2 separate regions of the Sus scrofa genome follow, and region 2 is linked to region 1. The links are chromatin contacts, called in public HiChIP or PLAC-seq maps. All regions are on one chromosome and are shown on one strand. Each heading gives the region's core, a stretch centred on a gene start, on an enhancer-like site or on the middle of the called end of the contact. The rest is flanking DNA. Distances are from core to core; before and after follow the strand shown. Region 1 holds the start of LOC102160414. Region 2 has its middle 20 kb from the start of MIR29B-2.

What was found. HiChIP or PLAC-seq counts read pairs in DNA pulled down with a chosen protein or histone mark.
Region 2: a contact with region 1 is called in an H3K27ac HiChIP or PLAC-seq map of alveolar macrophages. The contact joins the enhancer-like site here to the promoter of LOC102160414 in region 1. A contact is called at or near these places in 1 of 5 promoter capture datasets (liver), 15 of 47 Hi-C or Micro-C datasets (alveolar macrophages, blood, brain and 7 more) and 2 of 2 datasets of contacts at active chromatin or transcription factors (alveolar macrophages and skeletal muscle).

Annotation. Positions count from the first base shown.
Region 1 is chr9:134,952,844-134,957,207 of Sscrofa11.1, forward strand. LOC102160414 reads right to left here and starts at 2,386. Exons shown (of 2, transcript XM_021063896.1): 1 at 1,589-2,386; 2 at 320-614. The coding sequence starts at 2,169. The coding sequence ends at 341. It overlaps LOC110255544 (a long non-coding RNA gene), which reads left to right and starts at 1,127. Exons shown (of 2, transcript XR_002336086.1): 1 at 1,127-1,304; 2 at 2,351-4,364.
Region 2 is chr9:134,996,846-135,001,209 of Sscrofa11.1, forward strand. No RefSeq gene overlaps it. Among named protein-coding and RNA genes, the nearest start is that of MIR29B-2, 20 kb to the right of the region's middle. Within about 2 kb of position 2,401, at least 19 of the 83 cell types and tissues checked have an H3K27ac peak or open chromatin away from gene starts, as enhancers often do. A contact at or near this core is called in alveolar macrophages, liver, omental adipose tissue and 1 more, where this site is marked.

The DNA of each region.
Region 1 (4,364 bases), core at 1,136-3,635:
CCTGGTCTGGGGATCGAACCCATGCTCCTGCAGAGACAACACTGGCTCCTTAACCCATTGCACCAGAGAGGGAACTCCCCTTTGATTATTTAAGAGCTACCTGCCAAGGGCATATCTTGTAAGGCACCTTGGTAGTTGTAGAGGAGGAAACTGATCTTAAAAGAGTTTATAATCTAGAAGGAGCAATAAGACAACAACCACAAAAATAAGCACAGGTCCACATATATACAGTATTAACAGACATAAATGGCACAAAGAACATGCTCCCAGAAACCCACGACGGCCATGGATGACACCCCTGAAGGGGAAATCAGGGAGGAGGCGGTATTCGAGCCGGCTTTCAAGGAGAAGCAGATATTCCACAGGCAGAAAGGTGGGACTGGGGGAGAAGGGGTGTGCCTGAAGGAAGAAGCCTCATGAGCAAACAGGCAGCCACACAGGCGATCACCAGGCTGGACTGGCTTAGGGTACTGGCAGAGACGGTGTCCTTCAGCTGGGTCCCCGGAGCTTTGAGAAGCAGGAGAATTCTCTGACCACGCGAAGCTATGTTTATGGGTGCACGTGCACTTTTCTGGAGCGAGGGCTCACAGCTCTTTTCCAGTTCTCTAAAGGGTCTGGAGCAGAGGAGAGGTTAAGAACCAGCACTCCCAGGCTCCCGAATTAGAATTTCCAGGTGGGTTAAGGCCTCTGTGTTTTTATTTTTTCTTTTCTTTTCTTTTTTTGTTTTGTTTTTGCACACCTCGGACCTCTAGACAGGCCCAAGGAGGCCTTGACCTGCTAGCCTAACCCGCGCTTCCTTCCCTTGGGCCACGCCGATCCCCCGCCACCACTTTACAGGAGAATCACCACCTTCACCCCAGCTTCCACCGCCCCGAGAGACAAAAGCGGGCAAACGGCCAGAGAAACGGAGCGGGACCTCAGGGACTCAGGCAAAGACTCTGGAATCTCCTTCAGGGATGGGGTGGGTGGGAGCCTTTCCGCTCCAAGGCTCCAAGGCTGGCCGAGGTCCCCAGCCCCACCGCGGACCCGCGGTCAGATTCTGGGAATTTCCAAGCCCGTCGCTAGGGCTGCGGCAGAGCTTCCCGGACGCCGGCGTGCGATGCGCCCCGCGGCCGCTGGGTGGCGCGACGCCGGGCGCCGAGCGTGGGAAGCGCGGGCGCGCGGGCGGGCTGAGCTCACACACCGGGAAGCCGCCGCTGCGGAGCCGAGGCCGCCGCCGCTGCGCATCTCGCGCTCTCCGCTGGGCGCTCGCGGGGGCGGCGAGGCGGTTGTGCGGGCCCCCGGGAGGGAGGCGGACACGCGAGGTAAGCGCGGGGCCCCGGCCGGGCCTGCGGGCGGTCGCCGAGAGCCCCGGGGCAGGGGTGGGCCCCCTGGGGACTGCGCCCTGGGCCCCGCCGCGCTCGGGTCGCGCCCCACCCCTGCTGCGGCGCGGCCTCCCCTGCGGATGCCCTGGCCGCGTGGGTGGGAGCGGATGGCGGCCGCGAGCGGCCCCGGCCGGTCCTCGGGCTCTGGGGCCGGGGCCCGCAGGGCGGGGGAGGCGGATGAGCAGTCCCCGGGGCCCGGCCCGGAGCCCCTGGCCGCTGCTCACCTTCCGTTTCTCGGCTCCGCAGTGGGCGTGGTGCCCCGCTGCTGCAGAGGGGGCGCCCGGAGTTGAGGAAGGCAGTGGGGGAGGGAGAGCGCAGAGACAGGTGGTTGAGGGGGCGCGCGATGGTGCGCGAAGGCTCGTGATATTAATGCGTATTTCTTTCTCCCCCCTTCTTCAGGGGGCGCGGAGGTGCGCGTGGAGGAGGCGGGAAGGCCCCGGGCATAGCTCGGGAGAGGCAGGCGCAGCCAGAGATGCCCCTGGGCACTGCCTGTGTTCAGTACCCCCCCCCCAATTAATAAAGTGGGTGTGGTGATGCGGGTGGAGGAGTTTGATGAAGACCTGCCCCAGAACTGCCCTGAACTGCCCCAGGCTGGCCGCCTGGCCCCTGGCTCCCGCGCTCCAGGAGCCCCAGGCGTTGAGCGCTCTGCAGAGGCTGGGGGCGGCTGTGCCCTCCAGCCGTAGAAGCTCCAGCAGCAGAGGCAGCTCAGAGCTAGGGGCTGGGAGAAGGACGTGAGGGGCGGGGCGGGGGGGGGGTGTCCGGACGGACGTGAAGAGGAGTCTCCAGGCCTACAGATCAAGTTCATAGATCACGGGTCGGCCAGGATGTGGTGGGAGGTGGGGGCTGTGGGGAAATTGGATAATGTCCGTAGGACCCCCTCCTTCCAGCTTTGTTTGCAGCCATAGGCCAAAATTGGGGTTTCGGCATTTGCCAAATGTGCTTAATTTTTTTTTTTTCTTTCCCTTTCGGTTTGTTTTGTTTTTTAGAAGAACGGCAAATGACAGAGCGGAGGGAAGGCTGGCCCAGCCAATCCTGGAGCCGCTGCAGCACTGGTTCCCCAAACAAACACATTCTGGTGCAAGGACAGAGAGGAGGGGGCTGCTGGCCCACACCCCTCCCCTGCCGGTAGCCCCCTGGCCGCTCCCCTGTGGGGAGGGCAGCTGGACAGAGGCTGCCCTGGGCCGGGCTGGTGATGGTGCTGCGGCCCCTCCCTGCTGCCCAGCGTGGGAGGAAGAAGGCAGAGCCAGGCAAGTCTCCCTCTGCGTCCTCTGGGGTGGAAGGAGCAGGTAGAGACAGGGCTGGGGTAGCCAGGGCCGGGTGTTGCTTTGGCATGGGTGGTGAGAGGGCTGCACCTCCAGCCCCTTGGGTCTGGTTCCACTCCCGGCCTGTCCCTGGCACTCAGCAACTGCGTCTATGTGCCTGTTGGTGCCACCATGTTATATAACGCTTATATAATCTCCCAGGGCGAGCGCTGTGTCTCCGTTGTCAGGTCACACAGACACTGTGTCCGTGTGGGAGTCAGGATCTGTGGGAGCCCGGGGGTGGGCCTGCGCCCTCTGCTCCCGGTCCCGGCCATGGAGGGGGAGATGGGCGAGCAGGGGCCCATGGCACACCAGCTGTCTGCGCCTGAGAAAGAAGGGCTGGCTGGGCAGCCGTCCTCTCCTTGACCCCGTATGTCCCCCCTTGCCCGGTGGATCCTCTTGTGGAGCGGATGCCCTTCTGGTGCCCGAGAGGTCAGCTTTTTGTTCTTGGGGCGCCCCTGGCACGCAGATGGGTGTGGTGAGATGACCCCCGGAACGTTGCAGGGGGAAGAGTACGTGGTACCTGGGGTTGCATAAAGAGCGAGAGATGAGCTCTGCCTGTGAGGTTTTGAGCAAGAGCGCCTGGAAGGATGGGCTGGTGGTGGCATTCTAAGAAGCTGGGAGCCGGCCTAGGGGCTAGAGGGTGGCCAGGGAAGGGTGTGCGGGGAAGTGGATCAGACAGCAAAGATAAACATGGTGTTCTTTTACTGTACTCTCCACTGGGCTGTCCCTGGTTACCAGGGCAACAGAAGCAGTGATGAAAATCATGCCTTTCGTTCAGTGGAAAAATCTGGCTCCTCCTCCCGCCTCTTCCTTCTCTAATCGCCTGCAACCTATTGGGAGGGTAGTGGCTCCAGGGATCAGAGACCCCAGTGTGTCTCTCTCAGGGCCCCCCTTCCCCGTTTTTTGTCATCGTCCGCCTTCCTGCATCCCCTCTTTCCCCCAGAGCTCGGTAATTGGCAGTTGCGTAGGAGTTGGACTTCGTGGAGGCGGAAGGGTGCGGACGTCATCGCAGGGCAGGGCGAGCCGAGCGTGGGCAGAGATGTGGATGCGGGAAGCCACGGGCACACGAGGAGGGTCAGGCATTGATCAGCTCGATGGGGCTCGTTCCTGGGGGTGGAAGGGGTGGGGGAGACAATGGAAAACCTGCAGAGCCTGGCGTCTGGGCCCGTGGTGGTGGGAAGAGGAGGCTCAGGTGTCTGGGGTGGTCATGGCTCCTGCCGCGAGCTAGGATTCATTCATTGCGCACTTTTTTAGGGGTGTCTGCCATGTTAGGTAAGGTTCTGGGAGCTGGGAAGACGCAGGTAAGTAAGCTGGGCCTTGACCTTGAAGAGACTGTGGGAGATGGGAGGAGGACGGGCATGTGGGGAAAGAGCAGCTGGCATTGTGACCAGCCTAGAATCTGGGGCCCCGGGCAGGAGATGGGCCACATTCCCGCCCGGAGGTGATGGATTAAGGTGGGGCCTGTGGGAATTCGGAGGAGGAGGAGGTAGTCAGAGAGCCCCTTTGGCTTGGAGACAGGACATGGGGGAGAGAAGGTGCTGACATCTTGAGCCTTAATGACTGACAGAAACAGAAAAGTCAGGGTTCAGACTTGTTCGGGGAGTCATGCTTGCTTTGCTTTTTTAGACGGGTTGCCATCAAGACAATGGCAGGGTATCTGGATGGAAACGTTACAGTCAGGCAGGTAAAGTTTGCC
Region 2 (4,364 bases), core at 1,151-3,650, 44 kb after region 1:
GTGGGAACCCAAGACGCCCTGGGTCCGTCTGGGTGTATGGGGTCCAGGGAGTTAGCAGGTGAGCTGTTCTGGGAACATTTCTGAGTCTGGGGGCAGGGCAAGCTTGGGAGCTGTGTGCTTTGATGCCTGGAGACCTGGCAGCATCCAAAAATAACCCCGGTCAGTTTCCAGAGCCTTGGTGGGAAACCCCCTCCCTGTTGAGAGTTTCCAGGTATGTGAAGGCTATCCAGTACCAGGTAACACCAGGTATGACTGTGGCGGGGGCAGCGGGAGCTGGGCTGGTGGGTGCTCGTCTCCCTTGGCCACCTGCCCCGGAGAGAGGAAGCCAGTCGTTGGCCACTCCAGGTCCCGGCTTGGCGGCCACTCTGTTTTGCTGCTTTTCATGGTGTCAGAGGATCTTCTTGGGAACAAATGACTCAGCAACCTGAATCTCTGAGACTGAGTAGCCTAAATGCCTTTTGAGGAGTAATAGGACGTAGCCACCTAGGCCCTCAAATTCAGAGCCCAGGAAGAGCGGAGGTCCAGACGGCTTCTCCTCCAGATGCTTTAGGCTGCTGTTCAGTTTGCTGTTTGGTTTGGTTTCTCCAGTTCCTGCCCCAGTAGAAGGATCTCACTCATGGGGTAAGCAGGCCGTGTTTTAATTACGCTTTTTGTCCTTAGGAAATTCCAGGGAGAAAAAAGTCCTGGTTTGTAGCCAGAAAAGCAGAAAACAACAAAAATCAGCAACGGCTGTAATTGTGGACGTGTCTGTGGCAGAAAGAGTTAATGGGATGGTAGTCTTGAGGGCGGGGACCGTCGTTTTCCTCGGGCCCAGGAGAAGCTCCTATGGTTCGAGAAAAGATGACGCCACATTTAGCATGGGACAGCCCTGTCTGGGTTCCGGGCGCCGTCGCTCACAGAGTTAAGCCAGCCTTGTGGCTGGGGAGCCCCCAGGGAAGGCATGGGCCTGCAGGGACCAGGCCCTCTCCACCCCAGAGCAACAAGGTCTGGGGTGAAAGAGGGGCTGAGAAGTGTGGCCGGGGAAGTGGAGAGTAGGCCCAACTCTTTTTGCCTTGTTTGACCAGCCTTGGCACTGCCCTCCGGCTCTCCAGGGGAAAAGCTGCAGTTCTGCTCTTGCAACACAAGGAGCAGACTGGAGAATTTAGATCTGCGTCACAGAGCTCAGAGAGAGAGAGAGAGAGAGAGAGGAGAGAGGGGGAGAGAGAGCGAGCGCTCGTCGATAGGTCTGCTAGCAACAGCCGTGCTGCAGCAGAGAGAGAGAGAAATCAAGAAACAAGTCATAGCAACACCGGGCACCAGGTTCTGCCAGCTCACTTGCCAAGGGCTCAGAAATCTGCCGTGGCCGGAGGCCTCTGGGTGGCCTGGCTAAGGGGATGACACGCAAGGTGGCACGGGCGGTTCCCGCGGGGAGGAGGTGGGGCCGCGGTGGGGGCAGGGGCGGGACAAGAGATTTGGGGGCGACGGGGGACGGTTTAATGGGACCAGTTTCTGGAACATTCGGGACTGCGGCACCTCACGGCCGACCGGGATCTGGGTCTGCGCAGGCGACGATGGGTGGTCCGATGGGCTTCAGGACTTGATGGCGTAACCCCCTTCTTACCCCACGTACGTATTTGCTGGGATTGGGGGCCATGTCTGCGTATGTGGGTGCTCTGTCTTTCTCACCTTCTTTCTCGCTTTTGGCTATTTTTTTTTTTCCTTTGAGGGAGGGTTTTTTCCACTTTAATTTCTTTTCCCTTAGTGTCAGCTGCTCCAGCCAGACCGGGGCAGAGAAGAGAGGAGCAGACCGTCCCTGGCGGCCCACCTGACCTCCCAGCCTTTACCCCCATTTCCTTCTACCAGACAGACAGACGGACTGGTTTCCCAGGTTGTCTGGGTGTCAGCGTCTGTCTGTCCATCTGTGTGGTTCTCAGGTGGAAGGTAGGGCGTGAGAAGTGCTGGGAGGGAGGCGAGGGGGGTGGCTTTCCAGGGGTTGCCTTGCTGAAATGTTCGGCCCTGGGGATCTGGGTCTGGTGGGGAGCCCGTGGGCAGGATGGGGCGTGGGCCGGGAGAAGCGGGGGCACGCGGGTAGGTTTGTCACTGCGTAGTTGGGGAAAGTGGGGACTGGTGACGCAGTCACTGTGGGATCTTGTTAGGCGCTCTGGGGGGACAGGTAGTGGGGCTGCCGGGACCTATAGGGCCAGCTGAGAGGGGTTAAGGATGAGCTGAGAAGGGAAGCTAGCATTTAGAGATTAAATGTCATCCTTTTGGCGTTGGAAAGTTGTTTACCTTGCGCTCTCTGTGTCTCCATGTTGGCACCCTTCCAGTTCACATGTGATGGCCTTCCTTGTACTGCTGCATCATTAACTAAGTGACTGAGCTGGCCTTCCATTGGCCAGGGGAGGGCTCTCACGCCAGACACTTCCTCTGATTGGTGGGCGGGCCAGTGGCAGGTGAAAACCTCTTTTTGATTGGCTGAAGGCAGGGTATCAAATCTGAATTTGCATTTCACTTGCTTAAAGGGGAGGGGGAGAAGCCCAGCAGCCTTCTAAAATCTGTTTAGGGGTGTGCGTATGCTCCTGCGCGTATGCTTTCTTCTGACTGACCAGTCGAAGCCTCTTCCTGTGCCTTTTTAATTATTTCATGCGCTATGAGGAAGAGGAGCCGAGAGCTCCCCAAACTTTTTTTTTTTTTTTTTGGTTGGGGCGAAGGTTGAGGAGATGGGAGCGCAGGGGGATGACCAAACTGGAAGGAAATATTCGTTCTTTAGTTTGGTGTCAGAAAAGGGAATTTTCCAATCAGCCACACCTCAGTGTTGCGGCAAAATAATTCTTGGCTCCCCTGGAAACGCATGGGCAAGGTAGGGCAGAGCTGCTGCTGCCACCACCCTCGGCTTCCTGCTGACTCTGGGCCACTCCCCGGGGACAAGAGATTTGCATTGACGTCCCGGGCTGTCCAGAGCTGAGCCCATTATGGGAGGACCTGCCTTCTGGAAGCTGCTGCTCCCTGGTGCTCAGAAAGGTGAGAATGAGGACTGCCCCGGGCGCTGTTCGGAAACTGCGTATTTGGTGGGATTTCTGGGAAAGCCGCGGGACCCCGAGGCGTCTGGAGGTCCGAGGCGAGAAGGGTTTGTCATCCTGGGGTGTGAGGAGAGTGAGGGCAAAACTAGGGCAGCAGGCTGCTCGCCTCTGATTGCGAGGGGAGGACCTGGGGAGATCGGGGTCCCGGCTCCCCTTCCAGGCCGTGTCGCAGTGCCCGCGTCTGTGGGGAGGGGGTTCCCGAGCCTTGCGCAGTGGCCCCCACCCGTGACTGCGCATCTGGGAGCGCATTGCGCCCGGGTCTCCGGCCTAGGACAGCACCGCCCTCCTTATTACATAACCGAGGGCACGGCTGTGCCTTCTCGGCCCTTCCTCGCAACCCTGCCTCCTGGCCCCCCCGGCCTGGCCCGGCCCGGCCCGGCCCCTGGAGCCGGGGAAGGGGTGGGGGAGCAGTGGAGGACCTCACGCCCTTGGGGGGCGAGCTCTGGTCCGGTTGGTGGCAGAAGTGGGCTGCAGTCCCTGGCTTGGGGTAGGAGCACAGAATGTCCTTCCAAATGCCCCGTGTCCCCATGGGCCTCAGGACCTCGCGAGGGTGGGGGTGATGCCCTCTCTTCCTTATGCTTTCTGCTCTGGGGAGGGAGTTTCTGAAGGGAAAGCTGACAATTGCGAGCGTAAGGAGGGGTGGGGGGGCGGGGGTCGTCCATTCGGTGGGGAGGTGGTTGGCAGTTCCCCCCTCTGGTCTCTGGCTTCCCCTTCCCTGGCTGGTTGGGGACATTTGGGGGCTCCTTTATCCCAAGGCTGCCATTTTGGTGCTGGCCTCCACCGCGGTGGCGTTGGTGCTCCTGGTCCTGCTGTGCCAGTTCCGCAGAGTGGGCGGGGGCGGGGGCGGTGACGGAGGAGGGAAGGGGGGCCGCAGCGCGGCGGAGGCGGGCGCAGTGGTGGCTGCCGCAGTGAAGGTGGCCCCGGGGGCAGGACCGCCCTGTCCCCCCCCTCGGACGCCGCCCCGGGTGGGGGTTCCACTGGCCAGACCCGGCTTTGCCAGAGCCTGGGCTCTGCTCACCCAAGGCCGGGGTCTCCCCTGCCTGCCATCGTCAGCCCGAGGCTTAAAGCTGTCTGGGGGAGAGCCGGGCTGGGGGGCCGGGGTGGAGGCAGAAATGGGGCAGCTCCTCTCAGATGTGTCGGACCTGAGGCTTGTGTTCCCCCCTAGGCTCTGGGTCTGGCAGCCCCCCCGTGGGGCCGGGGGGCGTCCACGGCAGCGCGGAGGGTGAGGCTGGGTGGCCGTGCCTGTGGTCGGCCCTGCCCTCACTGTCCCCCATGTCCCTGCGGGGCCGTGGTCCCTGCGGTGGC